Linked DNA regions of Acanthopagrus latus: region 1 is linked to region 2. The links are chromatin contacts, called in public Hi-C maps. All regions are on one chromosome and are shown on one strand. The core of a region is the stretch at or near the end of the contact, and the rest is flanking DNA. Distances in the headings are between cores, read along the strand shown.

Region 1 (3,598 bases), core at 278-2,777, 290 kb before region 2:
GGGTTAGACAGAGAACAGGCTTCTTCTGATGGACCCAGTTCCAGTTCCTCGTTGTTATGATCAGTGCGGCCACTAAGGGGCAGTAGAGAGCCTGGAATGAAAGTACCATATCTTCTGGGCACCCTGTCTGCACGGAAATTACACTAACAAATTAAACACTGAAGATGTGTCATCATCTATCATTATCATACTTGTATCAATTAATGCACACTTCATATAATGTATTATACTGCAGTGTGTAACAATTCAATACATATTAGATGTGGAATATGGTTCTAATGAGTAGTTTAGTCTTTATAGACAGGTTATATATCTATCTATCTATCTATCTATCTATCTATCTATCTATCTATCTATCTATCTATCTATCTATCTATTTGTCTTAAACGTTCATATATTTTAAAAGGGCACAATGTAGATTTTGGAAAAGAAATTCAAACTCAGAATTTATTACATTATCAGTATTAATTAGGAAATAATACTCAGAAATATTGAACTTATCCATGACTGAACAATAACAAACAAGCTGTTCTCAGAGGAAAAGAGGGCCTTAGAACACTGGGACTAGAAATGTGGAAAATGTCTTCCCCAAAACTACATAGTGCACCTTTAACGTACTGTACAAATATTCCACATCATCTTATTAGCAAACATGAAAACCACAGACAAAAGATACTATTAAAGGGATGAACAGTCTTCAGTCCCTCCCAGTCAAATAAATAAACAAACTGACCTTAAAGGACATCACAGTTCCATACTGTTTAACTTTGTTTATATTTGGCGGACCCTGCCACCTTCCTAGTGCCGAACAGTTGTCTGCTAAATATAAACATAAGTAAAACAGTATGAAATGCGTGAAATTGTGAAAATATAGAAATATAGAAATAGAAATATAGAAATAAAGTGCACCGTTTATAGAGATACTACACTAACTCTTCATTCTTCGACTCATTTAAGCCACAACATAGTCCTTGCTTTCGTGACTGAATGAACTGAATAAACAAACTGACCTTAAAGGACAACATAGTTTAATACTGTTTCACTTTGTTTAAATGTGGTGGACCCTGCCACCTTTCTAGCTTCAAACAGACTTCTGGGGATCTTATTTTCTTCTGAGAACAGCTTGTTTACTCAGTTATGGAAAAAAAGTGCGTGTTTCTGATTACCTCATTAATATGTTCTTAGTCAGATTTTTTTTCTCCCACACTACAAGGTGCACCTTTAATCCACACATCACAGTAAAGATAGAGCTGCCTATAGTAGCCTGCTGACACCAGTTTACCATGCATGGCTGTCAATCAGTGTTTAGCGCTCACTTACACCTTCAGATATATAGGCTGTATATGATTATTGTTGTGATGATTCTGTGAGTTTCCCTCAGGGTGCAGTGAACTTGAACACCTTCTCCTAGGTGTGGACATTTATATCACTTTGTCAGCACACAGCGGTCACACCCAAACCAGCGCTGAAAATGTGATATTGGGATTATCGCTGCTGGGGGGCGGCGCGCATCCACCCAGCACACAGTAGGCGGCGTCAGTCCGGAGAACTACGTCCTTCTGAGCTCACTTCCGCCGGCTTGAGTCGGATCACTATTCTTTACCGTCTCTCACCGCTTTTGTTCTCCCATTTCCAACCAGCCGCCGCTGCTGACGAGACACAGCCAGCAGACCGGGGGAGACCACAGAGACGCAAAGTAGCGGAGCAGCCCGTCGCAGAAACGCCCGGTAGCCACATGCACAGCGTCGTCCGCACGGAGGATACGCGGCACTCCGTAGTTACATAACTGGACTACTTCTTTTTCTATCACTGTTGGGTTTTTTTTCCTCGACGCTTTTTCCATTTTTTGTTGTTGTTGTTGTTGTTGTTGTTGCACCGAAACTGACTCCCGCCTCTCTTAACTCAAAATGGAGAACGACGACAAATACCTCCCACAGCTTCTGGCGGAGAAGGACAGCCTTGACTCGTCGTTCACGCACGCCATGAAACTTTTAAACGCAGGTAAAGAAGTGTCACACGGTGTTGTGTTGTGTATTGCAGAATGCGGGGCGGGGGAGAGGGGATTGAGTGTGAAGCGGGGCAAGCACATCGGCTCGTGAACGCACCTCGGTTAGCGCACACACCTCCACGCTCTCTGCCCGCCATGTGTTTTCGGACGGGACGTTTGCTGCCCCGCTAGAACGCGGCGCTGACACGAAAGTGCGTGTTGGTTGCCCGGTAGTCGTTGCGTGTGAGCGTTTGGCACACGGAAAATGTGCGGGAGTTCGTTATGTTACGGCTAATGACGAGTGTCTGAGATTGTAAATAGCCCACGGCGACCTCGACAGCCCCGGGAGGAGACACACTTTTTAGATGTTGTCCTGAATGATTTCCGCTTCCTCCTGTGCAGCTGCGACGAGTCAAATGTGTCTTTATTTCAACTGTGTGGAATTTGAACTTGAAATGGACTCTCTTCGGACAAACAGTTGCTTGTTTTCGCCGTCCTGTCAGCCCCCCTGTTGGTCTCTCTGTCTGGCAGCCCCGTTGCGCAGCAGCATTTAAATGTGCGCCAGTACCCGTGACGGGGGGTCACCCCGTTGCTCCAGAGCCGAGAGACGGCCTCACGGCGGCGGTGTTACACCCCCGCCGTACCTCGGCTGCTGCTGAAGTGTCCTTGAGCAAGAGGTTGCCGCTTTACCCAGCCGGAGTGGTCAGGAGAAAAGACTGCCCTCCAGCTTTGTCTCCCATTTCTTCACAGCTAGCTCTCATCTTTTTTTCGCTCTTTTTTTGTTAAACACGCAATGCAACTTCTTCAGTGGAGTGAGGCTGTGAAATGATGCACCTGAAGGCACCATAAGACAGCCATGAAGTCATACCGTGCACCACAAGTCTGTGCAGTAATGCTACAGGAAATGGAAGTCTGCTACACCCCACCAGACAGCCACTGTGTGCAATACACAAACTGAAGGACTCCTAGTTAGGTGATTATCTCCCTTGTTGTCCTCTCCCAGTGGTTGAGTCATTCCCCACCAGCTGCCTCTCCCACTCTCACTCTCAGATACCTCTGGTAACCATCAAGCTGCTCTCTTTCGTAAACAGGATGCACACAATCTACACCACACCTCTGAAGTTAAAAGTGAGAATGATCCAGAAAGACAAAAGTGTGGTTTCACATCCGCCGAGGCTTACACCCCCCTCCCGGTCCGCAGCTGGTGGACTGTGCTGCAGCTGACATGTTTGCACATCGCAGGCTCAGGAGTTGTCATGGCCAGGAGTGAGGAGGTGGTTTGAGATGGGAGTGCTGTGATGGTGCCGGAGACAAGGTGCTGTGCCCGTGCCGTATGGCGGAGGTGTAGGGGAAGAGCTGGTGGCAACTTCTCAAAAACGGGTTGCAAAAACTATGTTTTAAAATTTTGGTCAGGGCAAGGGCTACAACTGAAGATTGTTTTCATTATTTTTGAATTTGTAGATTAAATCTGGTCAACTAGGAGGCACTGACATAGTGGAAAATGGTCATCATGGAATTCTGAGTCCAAGGTGTTGTCGTTGCATGTCTTATTTCGTCTGAACATGAATTAAAAAACCCTAAGATGCTCTGTTTTCAATTACGTTTTTGAAA
Region 2 (3,923 bases), core at 1,011-3,510:
TCCCCTACTCAGCATCTTACTTATCGGCCCCGCCACCTGGTAGATGTCAGCGAGCCACCAGGAGACGGAGAGGGGGGGAGCGAGGGGGGCGGCCGTCAGATAAAGAAGTAAGGAATGGACAGCGCTGCATGGATTTTCAACACTATATTATGAAGACGTATCTCCTCTTCTCCATTCACGTCCCACATGCACTGACACACTGCTCTCTCCACGCACTATCCTCCCCATGGCGTTATCTCTCTCACCCTTTATTACTCTCACACAAAGCGTTCAGCACAGAGCCTTGCAGATGTTCTCTCTCCCACAGGCGGCCCAGCCACGCTCTCACATTTCAGCGAACCAGCCTTATTATCATATTGGGTGTAATTGAATTAACTGAGCAGTTTAAACTGGGGGGTACATTTCTCGCAGTCAAATAAGCACAATCAACACTAAAGTGCTTCTGACGCCTCATATTGAGTTTTTACCCAGCAAGCGGGCTCCCCGGTGCTGTCGGCCTCTTCATGTGCCCCGTGTTATTTTTTTGTGTGGGAGACACGAAATGCACTGAGCGAAGTTTTGGCTTGTTTTTTTTTTGTGTGTCGACCTGCAGAGATCTGAGTCCTGCTTGATGTCTTGCCGGGGATAGACTGATGTAAAACAGGGGATCCATTTAATGAAACCCCTCGGCTGGATGAAGTGAATGAAAAGGGCTCATGTGAACAGTCAAAAGTACATCGCAGCTCTTTCAAATGCAGCGCAATCTGTACAGATGTTGCAGGAAAAACGAAATTTGATCAACGAGCACTGTGTGGGCTTCTCACAACGTAATACTCATTTTCGGTGAAATTGCACTTTTTCAACATCCAGTCGTGCTCGATGAAAACGCAACATGTTTTTTCCAATATTGCTGACTCAGCTTGGATCGGGCAATGGCCACTAATGAGGTCGGGCACGGGAGGTCCTCCTGTTTGTTGATTCACATCTGCTTTTTCTTGATCATTCACAGCAGCTTCAATGAGGGTGAAAAGGGTATTGATTGTCATGTTTATCACATCTACATTAGCAGCTGATGGTGACCGAGCCCCGTGTGCTTCAGTTTTAAAACCCTTCGGTTATACGCCACGCTCGGCTCTTATGATTCCATTACAGAGGCAGTCTTCACTCTGTGGCATTGACTAATGGATAGCCTTTGCTGCTCTGCAAAGTGTAGGCTGCTGTATGATGTGCTTCAGCAGGCCCAGAAATGAGAAAGGTAGAGAACTCACAAAGGAGGGCCGTGTGAAATCCGACTCGATGAGCCCCAGTTACAGCCCTGCAGGCTGGATCTGAGAGCATTTGGATGCTGCCTCTGTGCCACAAATTGGTCCTGTGTTGTTTGTGTTATTTGATACCAGCGGAGAGCTGCAATCTCGCGAGCGGCGTCTTTTGATTCATCTCCGTGCCAGCACACCTGCTGAAGGCTGTGAATTCTCAGCTCAAGGCTCGGCTGAGTGAAGCTCAATCCGGAGCTCCTCTGCGAGAGCATGGATCTACGAGCGACATTTGTTCTTGTCCACTAAGAAATTGTAATAATAGGAAAGCAACTCAGCAGCGCAACAGTTGACTTGCCCTCTCACACCCGTTCTAATAGGGGGAAAGAGCCAGCCTGACAACAGTGAATACCCTATTACTTACTCTTTATTTGTACAACATTGCCCCCTAAAGTTTTTCTCTGGTGCGTCTCCCCAGGGCCCCTCGGGGGCTGTGTCAGAGGACAGCGCAGAGTCGCAATATAGTGCAGTAATTTACCACTACATGCTCCCAGCCAATTGACCATGGGTGCACCTCACCTGTATTACTCTGTCATAGTCACTTTGAGGAAAAACACAGGGGAGCCATAGCTACACACACACACACACACACACACACACACACACACACACACACACACACACACAAACAGTGAGAGAGAGAGAGAGAGAGAGCATTTTAAAACCAAAGGAAGATATGCAGATTCCAGACAAAGGGCAAATGTCAGAGGATGAGAATTACAGCGCGAGGGGGACACAGATGATGTGAAATTATTAATTAATAATTTGTCACCCCACCACCACACTAATAACTGGTACAGTACATTGTTGCAGTACTTAACCGGTGAATGAATGATCCGTGTTAGCGATTAGATATGTCTGAAGATTAAATAAATCCAGTCCTAAACTGATTGTTAATGTATAGGGCTGGTATTGTATGGAGGCTGCACTGGCTCCCTGACTGTATTTTGTGAGGCAGGCGCGCCCCCTGCTGGCAGGAAGTCGCCATTATATTTTGACGTTTCCGTCTCCGGCAGACATATTGCTTACAGGAGCAAATTCTGGAAAGCTAGAAGACAGAAAGGATTTCAAATTGGTTTATATCTTCACGACCTGACACACTCAAACCACATAGGACACAATGGGTAAGCTCTTCGGCAAAACGAGAGTACAGATGTGTGTTCAGGTGGTAGATGTTTCGGCGGTGTCATCGGGAATAAGGATTATGAAATCCTCACCCTGTCACTGTTGTTCAGCTAGTTAGCTAACTCATTAGCCAGATAACGATGCTACGTAGTAAGGCAAGATGACTTGCTATTTTACGCCAGTAAACAAGCAACCTTGTCTCGGGGCAGTGCTTCTTCTACTATGCGATGTTGTACAACGTGTGTCAACATAATTCCAGCTCGAGCAAAACAGTGCCATTTGTTAGCCAACTTAGGGAAACTTAGCTAATGGCTAACCACGTTAGCACCGCGGTGTACCGTGGTTTGTTGGGTGGGAAGGCACAGGTATAGTCTATGTCTAAAGTTAGAATTAGTGTCATATCAGTGTTTTTATATCAGTATATTGACTTGTTTATCGGTTATTGCGAATGAATATTCGCTAGTCTCTCTTGCTCAGGTGTCTCTTTAAGCGACAGATGATTATAATTTAACGTTAGCAAACCGTTGGGGTTCAAATGCAACGCTAGTGTTGCTCAGTGGAGATTTCAAAGGTTTTGCTCTGTTTGGTGTGTATGACGTTTGTAACTTGACACGAGGTTTCCGACGACTCTCAGAAATTTAAGTCATCGCTTGTAAAATGACATAATAAGCCATATAGTCATGCACAGATTTGTGCGCAGTGGCTAGCGCTAACGGTAGTTTTGCTATGCTAGCTCTGTGAGTCAATATTCTACTTCAATCCGATCGAACTACACTGTAGTATTAATATAATTTTAAATTAATCGTTTTGATATAATATTTTTTTAGGGCGGGGGGTGTGAAAATCGACGAGCTAGTAAAGTTCACGAGAAATGAACAGTTGGGTCATGGGACATTTTTGAGAGCTTGCTATCATCAGTGAGTAATAGTTTTGGTATATGTGACGGCGCACTCAGAAATCACCGAGTACATGTGACACCAGGGGTCCCCATGTTTTCCAGACTCTTCCCGCAGAGTATTACGCTCGCTTTGTTTGTCTTATGATGGACGTTTCATTTGTAATTTACTGTATCATTACTGGAGGTTACATGTCTATAAATAGGACTGAAAGAGGGGCTGTTGTATGTGTCGAATGGAAATATTACGATCATAAATCAAACCGGTCCAAAGATCTATGGTCATGAAATTGTGTTATTGTAACAGGGGCTACTGTTCCTCCCTCTGTCAGGCTCCATTAGTTGATTTGTTAGGCTGTTGTGCTTCACTTAATCAGACTTAATTAAAGGGTCAGCTTAGTTCACCAGCATTGGCACACACAAGAAATTATACTATAAAGCTATACTGACAGTTTCAGAGTTATTTGCAGAGGCTGTGATGTGTTTGCTATTGAGATATTTTCCACCATTCTACAACAGTTTGCGATCCACGCCTTAATCCAAAACCTTGATGAATAAACTGAATCTATCAACGTGGTTAGATGTCAGGAAGTGTATGTTGGAATGTGATT

What was found. Hi-C and Micro-C count contacts between places; a contact is called where the count stands out from the background.
Region 1: a Hi-C map of liver shows a contact between it and region 2, with 2.5 times the contacts expected there. The contact joins the promoter of khdrbs1b here to the promoter of kpna6 in region 2. A contact is called at or near these places in 3 of 4 Hi-C or Micro-C datasets (liver and muscle).

Annotation. Positions count from the first base shown.
Region 1 is chr3:22,097,454-22,101,051 of fAcaLat1.1, reverse strand. khdrbs1b (KH domain-containing, RNA-binding, signal transduction-associated protein 1b) reads left to right here and starts at 1,527. Exons shown (of 11, transcript XR_005074266.1): 1 at 1,527-2,001.
Region 2 is chr3:21,811,376-21,815,298 of fAcaLat1.1, reverse strand. kpna6 (importin subunit alpha-7) reads left to right here and starts at 2,260. Exons shown (of 14, transcript XM_037092993.1): 1 at 2,260-2,416. The coding sequence starts at 2,413.